2 separate regions of the Mus musculus genome follow, and region 2 is linked to region 1. The links are chromatin contacts, called in public HiCAR-type maps. All regions are on one chromosome and are shown on one strand. Each heading gives the region's core, a stretch centred on a gene start, on an enhancer-like site or on the middle of the called end of the contact. The rest is flanking DNA. Distances are from core to core; before and after follow the strand shown. Region 1 has its middle 19 kb from the start of Gm31344. Region 2 has its middle 44 kb from the start of C530043A13Rik.

Evidence for each region. HiCAR-type assays count read pairs that join an accessible place to other places.
Region 2: a contact with region 1 is called in a HiCAR-type map of fibro-adipogenic progenitors, with 3 times the contacts expected there. The contact joins two enhancer-like sites. A contact is called at or near these places in 1 of 484 Hi-C or Micro-C datasets (the HPC-7 cell line) and 2 of 115 datasets of contacts at active chromatin or transcription factors (fibro-adipogenic progenitors and trophoblast stem cells).

The regions. Positions count from the first base shown.
Region 1 is chr1:73,343,513-73,346,269 of GRCm38.p6, reverse strand. No RefSeq gene overlaps it. Among named protein-coding and RNA genes, the nearest start is that of Gm31344, 19 kb to the left of the region's middle. Within about 2 kb of position 1,394, at least 12 of the 459 cell types and tissues checked have an H3K27ac peak or open chromatin away from gene starts, as enhancers often do. A contact at or near this core is called in fibro-adipogenic progenitors, where this site is marked.
Region 2 is chr1:73,572,203-73,575,080 of GRCm38.p6, reverse strand. No RefSeq gene overlaps it. Among named protein-coding and RNA genes, the nearest start is that of C530043A13Rik, 44 kb to the right of the region's middle. Within about 2 kb of position 1,485, at least 5 of the 459 cell types and tissues checked have an H3K27ac peak or open chromatin away from gene starts, as enhancers often do. A contact at or near this core is called in fibro-adipogenic progenitors, where this site is marked.

The DNA of each region.
Region 1 (2,757 bases), core at 145-2,644:
AATATGAATTTGTGATTAATTTAACATAATAAAATAAATTATACATCCCTAAACCAAGTATCATAGTTAGTGAAGAAAACACTGAGAAATTTCTGCTAATGTCAAAAAGAAAGCAAAGGCATTCACTGTTTCTTACTAGTCCTCTTTGTACTTCTTGAAGTATAAACTACTACAATTACAAGAGAAATAGATTCAAGCCCTTACTTAGAAAATTAGATAGAAAAGCAAACCTGTTAAATGATCTTACCTGTGTAATGCCTTGGAACTAATGACAAAGGAAACCCAATCTCTAATAGTGATCACAGTATAAAATCAGCCCACAGAAGAGCCATCCAGAAGATGACAATGACAAAAAGACATGACAGAGGACCCAAGAAAACTATAGTTAATGAGGATATGAAAAAGCAAAGACTCTATGAGAAAAACATCAAAATGTATCTTAAAGATGCAAAAGTTGGCTTGAACAAAATGGTATACAACACTCATGGATAGAAATGACTCCATGTCAAGAAAAACATGTCCATTCTACCAAAGTTTGTTTGACTATATATTGGTAATGCCAGTTTTACATAGATCTCTACTTTTCTGTCAACTAATGAATACCCAGCTTCAAGGAGTTTTAGCTTGATTCCTGTAAACAAGACCAACTTGAGGTATGTTCATCACTATGAAAGAAATAGTCTTGTGAACAAAAAGAAAAAATTCACATTTTCATTAGAGACTGGACAATCCTAAGGCACTCAGCCTGTGACTGGCCAGATTGCCATAACAGATGTGAGATCAGGTAGGAAACCTGGGCTTCATCCAATTGTAAGGAACAGTAATCCCACTTCCTGGCAAAACATGTCCCCATAACATCTCACACCTACTCACTTCCATGGTTTTAGTCCATTGGTCTCATTAAGGTCTCCAAGGGGTGATCCCAGGAAGTTAAGCTAATTTGAAGACACTTGGATAGATGTAAAGGTGGAACAGGTCTACTAAAATACCTCTGCAGCGCTCCTGCATCACTTGCTGCTATGGCAACCATTCAAATTAGCAACTTCTCTGCTTTGTACCCAAGGGTGGATGTGGATACTGCTTCTTACTCCAGTCATCAAGGCAATGAAATGATTTCTGGTCCTTTTGTATGTACCTGCAAGAAATAAAATGTCTACAAAAATTAAGCATATTCTGTTTATTTTCCTTCACATTTCAATATCTTTGTAGATGCCCAGCATGACCAGGAAAACTCCTTGGTATTTCTTTAGATTGTTTTTAATTGTGTCAAGATTATAGGCTTACTTGAAAATATTGGTAGTCATCTCTTGCTGCATAACCAACTACCCCCAAGGTTAGAGGCTTAAAACAACAAATTCTTGGTCAGAATGTCTGACTCAGGAATGCAAGAGCAGCTTAACTGGGAGTCTGTGGCTCAAGGTCTCCCATGAAGCTGCAGTTTGGATTTGTATGAACTACAGTGTCTCTAAGGACCAGTTTGCAAGATTGCTCATTCATGTTGCCTTTTGACCCCAATGCAAGAGCTCCCATTGCTCTGCTCTATAAAGCATCTGTATTTTATCTTCTCCTGGCACAGCAGCAAGTTATCATCAGAGAAGTGATCCAAGAGCAAGAGAACAGACGATTCAGGGGGTTTCACAGATCACTCCCTACCATTTTACCCCATTCTATTTACTAGGAGTAAGTCATCACTACATACAGTTCATTGCTAGGAAGACAGCTAAACTCCATCTCTTTCAGCTGGCTCTGTAGCTGGGACTGAGTCCAAGAGCTAGACCTGAAACCCAGGCTTAATCTCCATCTCTTAAACAGAAGCGTATTAAATAATTTGTGGACACATTTTAAAAGTGTTCACTACAAGAAGGATATGCAGAGTAAAGTCTGAAAGGTTTAAAGTTATGGTGTCTTGTGTTTAAGGGGAGTTATTACAGTGTAGTAGAGTAGTCATGCTGAGCTTGGCTCACAAGGATGGGTCCTGGCCAAGGCCAACTTTACAAGGGTGTGGCCAGTGCTGTGTCATGGGCTCCATGCTGAAGAAGCTTTCCTGCTTGGTTTACTACTGTATTATTGCCATCTCAAAATTGAAAATTTTAGTAGTGCTTAGGATTTTGTTTTTATCATTGCATTTTATATCTGAAGTCCAATGGAAACACAAAATGTATATTAACCGAGGAGATAGCCACAAGCACAAGCCTTTCTTGACTTCTATTTTTGGATATTTATTTGAATATATATGACTTTGGGGGAGATCTCATGGGCCTAGGACTCTGATAGACCCATAAGCCCTCAAACCAACTATAAGCAAGTTTGTTTGCTATGTCTATGACTGAACAGTCCCAAGGGGCCAGATTTTCTATCCAAATCAGAACTTGTTTTCCCTATACAGAATTGGTGATGACACTCAAAGAAACTAGAATGGGAGAAACCCTATCACAGGCTTCATTATTCATACTCCTTCCCTGTGTTCGTTGACCTCTGCCACCAAAGGTGATGGTGTAGATAGAAAGCGAGAGCCAAGGTCCTTTCCAATTCCTCTTCATAGCAGCCCAGATTTGCTCATTAGTAGGTCAAGGTAAGTACTGTTCATAGAGTGCTCATACAGTAAAGAGAACTGAAATGTTCTGCCAACAGTTTAGTGATGATTAATTTTGATACTTTAAATGATGTGCACGCACTTGTACATCCTAGGAAGTAGACATTGTGCTATCTTGATGGTTCCTGATAGAGTGAAATGCTCTCACTATTTCTGTCTACAAG
Region 2 (2,878 bases), core at 236-2,735, 230 kb before region 1:
ATGTGTGTGTTTCTGCATTTGCAGGCAAAGATGGTTGCACATCTACAAGTTACCCACTATAGGAGTAAGCTTAAAGGGAAAACCTAGGGTTTGAAGATGAGTTTCTTGAACTGGTATAAAAATTCTGATATATGAATCTGTATGAGTCACCTAACCCCCCAAAAAACTACCTAAAATATATTAACCATATGACCCACTTATATCACTTGAATATACACCTGAAGGTCTATATGTCAACATTCCACAAAGATACTTGCATGTCCATGTTTATTGTCCTGTTGGCAATAGCCTTAGAATGCAACCATACTAGATGTCCATAAACAAACAAAACAAAAAAATAAATACAGAAAATGTGGTTTAAATACACAGTGGAATTTTATACAGGCATGAAGAAGAATGAAATCACATTTTCAGAAAACTGGATGTAACTGGACATGATTGTATTAAACAAAATTGAAATAAGTTAGAGAAAAAGTGCATATTTTCTCTTATAAGCAGAGCCTAACTTTAAAATTACTTATGGGTTTGTGTGTGTGTGTGTGTGTGTGTGTGTGTGTGTACACATATGGGGAATATTTATGTATCTTTGTAGGTCATTAAAATATAAAGGGATTCATGAGAGAGGAGGAAGCAATCTTAAGGGTAGTGGGAAATAGTGAAAGTAAAGGAATCCATTTGATGGGAAAGCAGAAAGGGAGACTGGTTGGGTAAAGAATGGGAACTGACCATAGGAGGACCAAGAGGGAGGCATTGAGGAGGAGAATGAGTGAGAACAATGTACAATGACACAGATATTAAGATGCTGTGATGAAACCCATTACTTTGTATGTGAGCCTAAAAAAATAATAAAATGTCAAAAAGATAAATGTATTCTAGAATAATGAAAATTTTAAAAAATATTCTTGGTAACCAAGACTTGAAAGTTAATCACTAGACCATCCCTGGGATGTGGCCCTTGTTGTTGCATCCAAGATGGTACCACCTGTGCTTAAGACAGCAGGTGGAGAGCGAGATGACGACTAGGCTGAGGAATCACATCATTTATCTCCTCTGGAATCTCACGTATGAGTGTTTTCCATCCGCAAGAAACTAGCCCTTTGACCACACATATTGCAAAGAAAGAGGGAAAACTCACTTGGAGTGGAAACTTCTAGTTTTTTGGGGAAGTTAGTTATGCCAAATGATGTTTTGCTGTAGCAGACACAGATGAAAGGATGTCTCACTGAAACAGACATGTGAAAGAATGTTTTCCTGAAGCAGACACAGGTGAAAGGATGTTTTACCCCAAAGCCTTCCTGGTAAAGAATTAGAGCTAGAGCTATAATTGTCTTTGGATACTATCTGGCTCAGGAATTGTGATTTTTTTCTTTTGGTCCACTGGGGCCCTAACATGGCTTCAGCCCCTCACCCCTGGGACAATGACTAAGAAACACCAAATCCTGCATTTTTTTTTTCTCCCTGTTGCTTTCCATCTGAGCCATGTAAGATGTTTCTGGTTACTGTCTTTCCAGCATAATTAAATCCAGCCATCCTTCTGGTTGACCTCAGGAGTATCAGTTAAGCCCATTTATTAAACATAAAATGACTCCAAACGCTCATGATCCAACTTTCCCAAGGGGATGCAAAGACAGATCATATGCTGAGAGCATCCTGTTGGAAATGCCAGAGAGAAGGCAGATGTGGTATCTCTGGAGCTTGCATCACCATCCATGGATAGAACTCTCAGCTCAGTGATGGTAATGATCCTCAGTGATCCCAGAGAGTCTTCTCTTACCTCCTCATTTTACTTCTTTTTCTACTTAAGAGGACTTGCTCTTGTTTGGAACACATAAGGAAGACTACGATAAATGGCATGACATAGTGGGTTAATATTTTAATTTTGATTGGTGACTTGGGGACAGAGATTCTCAAAGAAATTTGAGTGTTCAGCCACAGGGCTGGGGTACTTTTATCCATTATTCATGATTCTCTTGGTTATAAGAGGGTACTAAGGAGTGTAAGAAAGAGGCATGGCAAATCAGCTCCTTTTAGGAACTAAAGGACTTGCTGCTTTTGTGAGATAGTTGTACATAGGAATGGTAAGGAAACATATTGGTATTTGTAGATAATATCCACTATTATGCTTTTTCACTTCCGTATAAAAGGAAGAATATTCAGTTTATCCATTTGGAGGGAAGAAAACTAGAGAAATATTTTGGGGTGCATATATTTCTTTGCATGTTTAAATGATGTATACACATGTTCATTTGAGTATAAAACATGGTGTGTATGTGTGTATAGCTCACTGGTGGACATTGTATGTCTTCCTCCATTACCTTTCATCTTATTTTTTTGTGACAGGGTCTCTCAATGAATCTGGATCTTATGGAATTAGTGATACCACTTTCCTGTGAGCCCCAGAGAGTCTTTCTACTTCTCTCCAGTTCTGGAGTTTTAAGTGCTCTTCTCTCTGTCTGTATTTAATGGGATGTGATCTCAGCCCTCATTTTGCTCAGTAGACACTGAGTCACCTCCAAAATCTCTCCCCTCTCACTGTATTTCCTACTTTCTTCTTGGTCTACTACCATGGTTCCAGCTCTCATGCAAAAAAGAATGACTCACCTTTGAGAGACATCATTGGTGGCCCTTCTTTTACAGTAGGTAGCTCAGAATTTCCCCTGCCTTTCTCAAGACAAGTCCATTCTTATAGCTGCTGTTTGGAATGAGGGAGATGGGATGGGTATTTCTGGATGAAAGAAGGCTTAGTCTTCTGACCCAGTTTGTTTGTTTGTTTGTTTGTTTGTTCGTTTGTTTTAAGAACAAACGAACAAACAAACTTTGAGGTTCAGGGACTAAACCTAATGACCTAATGCTTACTTTGATCTTCCTCTGTATATTG